2 separate regions of the Mus musculus genome follow, and region 1 is linked to region 2. The links are chromatin contacts, called in public HiChIP or PLAC-seq maps. All regions are on one chromosome and are shown on one strand. Each heading gives the region's core, a stretch centred on a gene start, on an enhancer-like site or on the middle of the called end of the contact. The rest is flanking DNA. Distances are from core to core; before and after follow the strand shown.

What was found. HiChIP or PLAC-seq counts read pairs in DNA pulled down with a chosen protein or histone mark.
Region 1: an H3K4me3 HiChIP or PLAC-seq map of the SCID.adh cell line shows a contact between it and region 2, with 18 read pairs. The contact joins the enhancer-like site here to the promoter of Golt1b in region 2. A contact is called at or near these places in 2 of 39 promoter capture datasets (embryonic stem cells and macrophages), 5 of 484 Hi-C or Micro-C datasets (Th2 cells, brown adipocytes, double positive thymocytes and 1 more) and 8 of 115 datasets of contacts at active chromatin or transcription factors (the NIH/3T3 cell line, the SCID.adh cell line, T-cell acute lymphoblastic leukemia and 4 more).

The regions. Positions count from the first base shown.
Region 1 is chr6:142,453,514-142,457,477 of GRCm38.p6, reverse strand. Gys2 (glycogen synthase 2) reads left to right here. Exons shown (of 17, transcript NM_145572.2): 5 at 1,045-1,189; 6 at 2,229-2,346; 7 at 2,936-3,056. Among named protein-coding and RNA genes, the nearest start is that of Gys2, 18 kb to the left of the region's middle. Within about 2 kb of position 1,682, at least 11 of the 459 cell types and tissues checked have an H3K27ac peak or open chromatin away from gene starts, as enhancers often do. A contact at or near this core is called in the SCID.adh cell line and Th2 cells, where this site is marked.
Region 2 is chr6:142,385,616-142,389,876 of GRCm38.p6, reverse strand. It overlaps Golt1b (golgi transport 1B), which reads right to left and starts at 2,634. Exons shown (of 5, transcript NM_025872.4): 1 at 2,508-2,634. The coding sequence starts at 2,532. It overlaps Recql (RecQ protein-like), which reads left to right and starts at 2,790. Exons shown (of 15, transcript NM_023042.3): 1 at 2,790-2,855.

The DNA.
Region 1 (3,964 bases), core at 433-2,932, 69 kb before region 2:
CTGGTTGAGTAAAGTTTAAAGAAGGCTTATTGAGGACTTGGTTTCTGGGGTTTTGTGTGTTGTTTGTTAGCTAAAAATATCTAGAGGGCACTATGAAATCTCATAAAAATATAGTAAAAGATGATACCAAGTCAAGCAGCGGTGGCACATGCTTTTAAACCCAGCAGTAGGGAGGCAGAGGTATTCAATTCTCTCTGAGTTGGGGGCCAGCCTGGTCTACGAAGTGAGTTCCAGGACAGCCTACAGTGCTACAGAGAAACCCTGCTTTGAAAAACAGACAAACAAGCAAACCAAAGCCAAAACCAACCCAACCCAAAAGGACAGGTGAGCCCACCATCTGACATATTTGCTATTTAGCATGAGCATACACTTCTTTGAAATTAACTTAGAAGGAGTATGTAACCAAGGAAAAAGAAATACTCAACTTTTTCTCTCTCAGAAGATTAAGTAGGATAATAAATTTCCAAACTTTCAGGGTCAAGATTATTGTCAGATTCGTTTTATTTTTATTAATGTTTAATTTAATTTTATGTATGTAGGTGTTTTGCCTGCATGTGTGTCTGTGTACCACGTGTGTGCCTGGTGGCTTCTGAGGACATTGGTCTTCTGGAAATGGAGTTACAGATGGTTGTGAGCTGCCATTGGGTGCTAGGAATCAAACTTGTGTGCAAGACCAGACAGTGCTCTTAACTACAGTCATTATTCAGCCCCACGTTTGTTTTAATAACCTTTTTAAATTTTATTTTCTGCTTCACTGTTTATGGGAAATGTAGAAAGAAATCCTTGGAGGTTAGAATTATCCCTACACTTATGAACTGTGGGGTAAGAAAACATGTAACAAATATCAAATTTTTATAGGTGATGAAATAGCCGTTTCTCAGACTTGAAGTGAACAGTGCTGTTAAAAATACCAATTTTATACTCTAGCCAGTGGCTTAATATCCACTAGTCCTTTAATGGGGTCTTTACAACTTCAATCAGCTCTGAGGAAAACCTTGGCATGTGGAGGGGGTCCTGTAAGGAACGTGTGTTTGTCTTCAACAGTTCGACATTGACAAAGAGGCCGGGGAGAGGCAGATATACCACCGCTACTGCATGGAGCGGGCATCCGTGCACTGTGCGCACGTGTTCACCACAGTGTCAGAAATCACAGCCATCGAGGCAGAGCACATGCTGAAGAGGAAGCCTGGTAATGACAGAGGCTGGGTTTGCCACCCTAACACATGCAGCACCCTTGCTTAATTGCTGTGCTCTCACCTGCGGTTTCCTAGTTGTCAGAGACCACTTGGGTGTCTAGAGGTGGGGTCTTCAAGAAATAAATAAGCTTTGTCGAATAAAGCAAATACAAGTGGAAAATAAGAGCCCAAGGAGAGAACAGTGGCAGCACAATGGGCCGGGCTGGGTTCTTTTTCTTTCCCAGTTTCCCCTTGGATTTGGAGTTGTCTCGGACTGTCTGCTGTCATGAACACCAGAACCGAAGCAACTTGGAGAGGAAAGGGTTTGTTTCAGCTCACACATCCTGATCACTCACAGCCCATCACTCAGGGAAGTCAGGGCAGGAACTCAAAGCAGGAACTGAAGCAGAGGTTATGGAGAAATGCTGCTTACCAGCCAGTTCCTCCTGGTTCACTTAGCCTGCTTTCTTATACCACCCTGACCGCCCATAGGTGGCCACACCCACAATGGGCTGGGCCTTCCCACAGCAATCACTGTTCAAGGAACTGCACCTCAGAGTTGCCTACAGACCATCTTACAGAGGGATTTTTCTCAACTGTGATTCTCTCTTCTCAGATATGCTAGTAAACTGACAGAAGCCAACCAACGCCGACTCATTCTCACGCTCCCTGGCTACCAATGACCTCATTTCTCTGTTGATCTCTCTGTCCACAGGGCCCCTCTTTGAGATTGTGCACGCGCTTTGGCTCTACCTCTCTCCCTCTCCCCTCGCCCCTCTGTCTCTCTCTCTATCTCTCTGTCTCTCTCTCTGTCTCTCTCTGCCTTAAAAAAGCAAACCACAGCTGCTACTTCATGTCACCCACACACTGCCTGTGTTTGCCCTCCCACACTAACTGAAAATTGCCTTTTAAAGAAACTACCAAATTCAGGGTTTTTAAATCTTATTTATTTATTAATTATTTTGTTTATTACCACTCCTGGTATTAAAGGTGACAGAGGGAGTGCATTCCTACTCAGGAAAGAGTTGCCATGGTTTTATTTTGCTTTTCCAGATGTAGTGACTCCAAATGGTTTGAATGTTAAGAAGTTTTCTGCAGTGCATGAATTTCAAAATCTCCACGCCATGTACAAGGCCAGGATACAGGATTTCGTTCGAGGTCATTTCTATGGGTATGTTTTCCTTTAATCAGAAATAAAAGCACCACGGCTACTGAGGTGGCTCAGGTGCGAGGAACACACGCTCCCCTTGTGAGGTCCCAAGCACCCACATCAGGTGGCTCACAACCACGTGTAAGTCTAGCCTGGAGAGAGGGGTGGTTCTGATGAACTCTTCTGACCTCCAAGGGAGTGTACACACAGGCACACACACACACATAAAGAGACACACACACAGACATACACAGACAAACACAGACACACACATAGACACACATACAGAGACACACACACAAACACACACACAAACACACACAGACACACACACAAACACACACAGACACACATACAGAGACACACACACAGACACACACAAACACAGACACATACAGACACACATACAGAGACACACACATAGACACACACACAAAGAGACACACACAGACACACACACAGACACAGACACACATACACAGACACACACAGACACACATGCACACACATTTTTCAAGATGGTTTCAAGCATTATCACAGATGTCTCTTGCTCCTGCAGATTTTGTTGTTGTTGTTGTGTTTTATCAGAAGTCACTTTGTTTTGTTTCAGTCATCTGGACTTTGATCTTGAGAAGACTTTATTCCTCTTCATTGCTGGGAGATATGAATTCTCAAACAAAGGAGCAGACATCTTCCTGGAGTCCTTATCCAGGCTTAATTTCCTCCTGAGGGTAAGGAAGCTCTGAGCTGTGGCACAGGGTTCTAGGAGAAGGTCTTTCTGCTGTGAGGCGTGAAGAACTGGCTTCCAGGGCATTTGATTTTGACATCACCTTGGGCAGGTGAAATGGATCAGCCAGTAAAGGTGTCTGCTACCCAGTCTGATTTCCATGGCAAGAACCGACATCATGGAAGAGAAAGCAGACTCCTAGAAGCAGATATCTGAGCTGTGCTCAGATGCGACAAAACATTTAAAATGACAACATCGTTCTGGAACTGACTCTGCCACTCAAGTTACATATTGGAGTCGTATGTCACTCGCATGCATCCTTGTCTATGCTTTAAAAGTACTTGTCCTAACTTCACACTATGCATGTTATATGTCAGAAAGTTATTTTAATAGTCCTTTCCCTGATGGGAATTTGCTGAAAGGTAGGTACAGCAAAGTCCAGCAAACGGTGAGCCATGCATCACTTATTAGAAACCAAATATAAGCTGTGGTGGTGCACACCTTGAATCCTAGCACTGGGGAAGCACAAGAAGCTGAGTCTCTGAGTTCAAGGTCAGCCTGGTCAGAGGAGTGAGTTCCAGGATGGACAGGCAGGGCTATACAGAGAAGCCCTGTCAGGAAAGAAAGAAAGAGAGAGAGAGAGAGAGAGAGAGAGAGAGAGAGAGAGAGAGAGAGAAGGGAGGGAGGAAGGGAGGGGGGAGGGAGGGAGGGAGGGAGGGAGGGAGGGAGGGAGGGAGGGAGGGCCTCAAGTTCTGTGATGGGTGATGGTACAGTGTCCTGTTGGCCACCCTTGTGACTGTCCTTCTTCATGTTAAGCAGCCAAGTGTTTTAGCGAGAGTCTTCCATAGAACATGACAGAGCTTGCAAGTTCCATTCCTCCCCACTCCCCAGCTATACCACTTCCCCAAGGTC
Region 2 (4,261 bases), core at 1,385-3,884:
GGGTCAAACCCTTATCACACCCCTTTCTCACCTCCACCTTTTCCGTTGTCCCTATCCTTATCCAGCTGCAAGTTTTCTGAAATCAAAAGGCCTACATGCTGCAGTGATCTTCCTGCCTGTATCATACTTGGGAAAACATAATCTATCTTTATATTTTTCTGCCCATAAAAAAAAAAAAGCTTGATAAAAGCAATCTGAGATATTAGCTAACATAAAGAAAAGACATACTGAAGAAATTTTATAAAGACCAGTTTAGCCCATTGTCAATCACAGCTGACATTTAGTGATGGGGACACCTTCACAGAGCAAGAGCAGCCCCGCCTTCCTCATCACACCCTTTAGGAAACAGAAGAGTCCAACTAAGTAAAACAAATACCACAGCAGCATTTTGCTTAATGTGACAATCCAGATGTAAGCTGGAAGCTGCCCCCATTTCATCTCCTTGAGTAAGTCTTGGCATTTCTTTGGGCTTTGCTGGTATGGGGGAGGGCATACTACAGAATCTTCAGCACATCATGAACTGGCATCTACCCGACTGCTCAGAGCTTGATCAACCTCCTCACAACATCTGAAAGCCATGACTCATGCTGGCACCTTTCTGGGCTGCTAGTGGTTCAACCTCGAAGTCAACACAGACACAGATCTAATCTGAATTTGACCAGCTCTGGTTCCCTAACCACTGGCTATAACTCACCATCTCACCTCAGAAATCAACAAGTGAACATCACAGAATTTCACCATCCCAAGAAATGTGGTAAAACAAGGGGAGAACAGCTTCTTCTGCCCAGAATTCAATCCCTCACTGTGTTACTTTTGTTGGAGAGTGACATTCTCTGCCCTGTGCACAGGGTAATTTATACACCACAGACTTGTACCATCCCAAGATGTGAATGTTGACATCAAGTCTCCTCAGAAGCTAGCTAGTACTACAGTAACAAGAGCAAAGGCTTGTGAACCAGAAATCCCAGGACCATGGCTGTTTCTGCCTTTGTGTGTAACTCAATGTCTTACACGTCCCAATTCATAAATGGTCCATGCCTTCCCATGCTTGTGTAAGAATTAAACGTGTAAGTAAGAAAAGCTGCTCTTCTGGATCCAAGTTGGTTTCCAGCACCCACACCAGGCAGCTAAAAACCGTCTGTAACTATAGCTCCAGGAGGATCCTGTGACTCTGGTCCCCACATGCATGTTAAAAAAACTCATTTAAACAAGCAATTAAGATCACTCTTGTCTATATAACTACATGTTGCACTAAACTGAAACAGGTTCACAAGACTTAGTGACAGTAGGGAAAAAAGGGACACTTTTATTTCTGACTAGAACCAAAGGAGCCTGACTGGACCAATAGACAACACCCCTGGGCTAGAGAAGGTAGCTGTGCAGTCCACAGTAAGACAGAGGGGACTGCCAGGGTGTGGAGGGACTCATAAAGCACCTGTGACACTCCAGTGTGCCACAACTTGAATCTAAATCTTCAAACTCCACTTGAGAATAACTTCAAGGAAGGTTTTTGTTTCACTTCAGTGGGATGTTAGAATCTTGAAAAGCTAAGGTGAATATAGTTTGAAGAAACAAAGTTCATGGTAATGAGCAAAAGTGAGGCAAAAAGAGGTCATACCCATAAAGATATCTTTAAAAAGTAACCAGCTTGGGTAGAATTTATAAATAGAAAAATAATTAAGATTGATAAGAAAACATAGAAAAATGAAGTCACAGAGAAAACGATGGAGATAGGGATAACGCTCTGCTAGTCTGCAGAAACATTTGGCTGAGATGCTCTAATCTCTGGGGCTACAAAAAAAAAAAAAAAGGCAAGACTGAAGACTGCAAAGCTGGTCAGAATGATGAGATAGGCAGAAACAGGATGCTAAAATAGAACACGCCACGAAGTACAGAATACAACACTAATAAAGAAATCCTTTCCCAGTACAGACAGGCAGAGTCCTTCATGCTTGTAATCTCATAACTTTAGAGACCGGGGCAGGATTACAAGTGGGAAGGCTAGCACTGACACAATGAGCGCAAGGCCAGCCTCGTTAACCTACAGTGTGATCCTGGCTCCTAACCCAGAAATCTAAACCATCGAAGTCAATGCTCAGAGCACAAAGTGACTTTTTAACATTAGTAAACTTGGTTGAAACTTAAACGAGCGGAAAACCGAAGTCCTTGTTAAGGGAATTTTGGGTAGGTAGGTAACAGTGGAGTCTGATCACGGCTCTCTACGCCCCCAGCCCACCCCAGCCTTGCAGGCGCTCCGCGCGGGCGGACAGTCCCATTCCCGCCACCCCGGAAACTTGGTCCGACGGCTGTTCCGTGGGACAGAGCACGGGTGCCACCGGGGCGAAGGCGGCGGCGGCACTTGGGCCGAGGCAGGTCGGCGGTCCTCCCGTCACGGCCCCCTCCCTCCCGCGGGCCGCCGCCCCACGCGCGCTCGCTCCATTCATTGCGGGGCGGAGCAGAGGCTGAGGCGGGAGCACCGGCCAACGCTGGGGCCCGGCAGCGCTTACTCTGCGTATCCGTGAGGGAGATCATGGTGGCGGCGGCGAGGACCGCGGTGCTTCGGGGCCCACGCTGCGAAGCCTGGTCCGGAGAAGAGCCTCGGCGACGCCGCCCGGGCCCGAGCCGCCACGTCTTCCGGAAACACGCAGCCGCCGCCGCCGGGCCGCAAGGCCGCGCTCCATTGGCTGCAGCGAGACCAATAGCACGCGCTCTTGTTCGGATGTGCACCCGGACGCCGCACCACGCAGCCAATCAGAGAAGGCAATGGCTTGTGATTGGTGGAGGGGGCTGATCCGGAAGGGTGGGCGCTGCATGCCGGGCGGCGGGAAGGTTTTTACGCGCGGAGCGGCTGACAGGTTCGTGGTGGTGCCGGTTCCGGCGCGTGGGTCCGCGGCTGTCTGCTGGGCGGATAGGAGCTGGGCGTCGTCTCTGCCATCGCTTTCAGGAGCCCTGGTCGCCGCAGCTTGCGCTTCTGCCTCGTCTGTGGAGCCGGCGGGGTGGAGGGATGCGCTCAGGGTTAGCGTGCGTTTTCCTTCCGCACTGATGACAGTGGACCTGGTTCACGTTTTTTGACTGACAGACCTCTTTGTAACTTAGTTCTTGGATATATTTCGTGCTACGCTATGTTTTGCTGTGAAGTTGCCTAATTTAGGCAAGGGGTAGGTTATTGGCAGCAAAGTCCAAAAATATATATATATTTGAAGTAGTGGCAGGAAATGAACTTAGACCGAATCTCTCCTAAGCGAAGAGAAAGCGCCTGTTTTTAGGTTCCGGAAAAGGCATTTTTTTTTTTCTAGGCTGTTTACAAAAGTGAAGAGATTCAGGCTCTGCCATGATACAGGACCTTAGAGTCCATGGGCAGAATAGTATCAGTCTAGGAAGTGATAAGGAGATGTTCTCATACGTGAGGAAGGAGGAGTCTTGATTTAAACCCATCCTTAAATGTCCGTTAGTTTTGTCCTTACTCTTTAATCAGGGCTTATCTGTCTTAACAGCCATGCACAGGAAGGGTACAAATTCGATAAAGGAAACAGTTCAAGTGAGAATAGGCGGGTGCAGAATCTGTCTTTGGAGAGCACTCTTAGGTTTAGCAAATATAAAATTAAGCAATATATAACACACTTTCAAACGTTTGTTTTTTGCTTTTATGTAATGGTGACAGATTGTCATTGATTGAGCAAAAAAGTTGTTCACAACAGTTCATGAACACAATGAGGTCCTTGGCCCCTAACACAGAAAACTAAAACACCACCCCAAAAAAAAGCCTGTGTTCTGAGTACGAATGACTTTAAAATTAGCAAACTGTTGAAACTTAAATAGGCAGAAAACCTAAGTTCTTCCAAGGGAATTTTGGGCAGGTTACACGTCTACCCAAATAATTACTAAAAATACAAAATTAAGCAAAATATAACATGCTTTCTAATTTTGTTTTTATGTAATGGTAACAGATTGTCATTGAGCAAACATAACAGTTTGGGGAGTTAAATGTTCAGGCCAAGTTTTAATCTTTAAATTTTAATATAAGTCATGTTTCCTTCCACTTGTAACTGTCCCAGATTCTTTTAAGCCAAAAGAGTACTAGTGTGTACCTCACCCCCCCTCTGCAAGTGAGCAAATTTTATAGAGAAATGGAGTAAGCTCCCGCAGAAGAGAGGAGGCTCTGGAAATTATTTACTTAGAATATTAATTTCTTTTAAGTAGGCATTTAACTGTAACTCTCTAAAGCAACTGTGCAGTATACTGCCAAGTAGTTTATTTATTT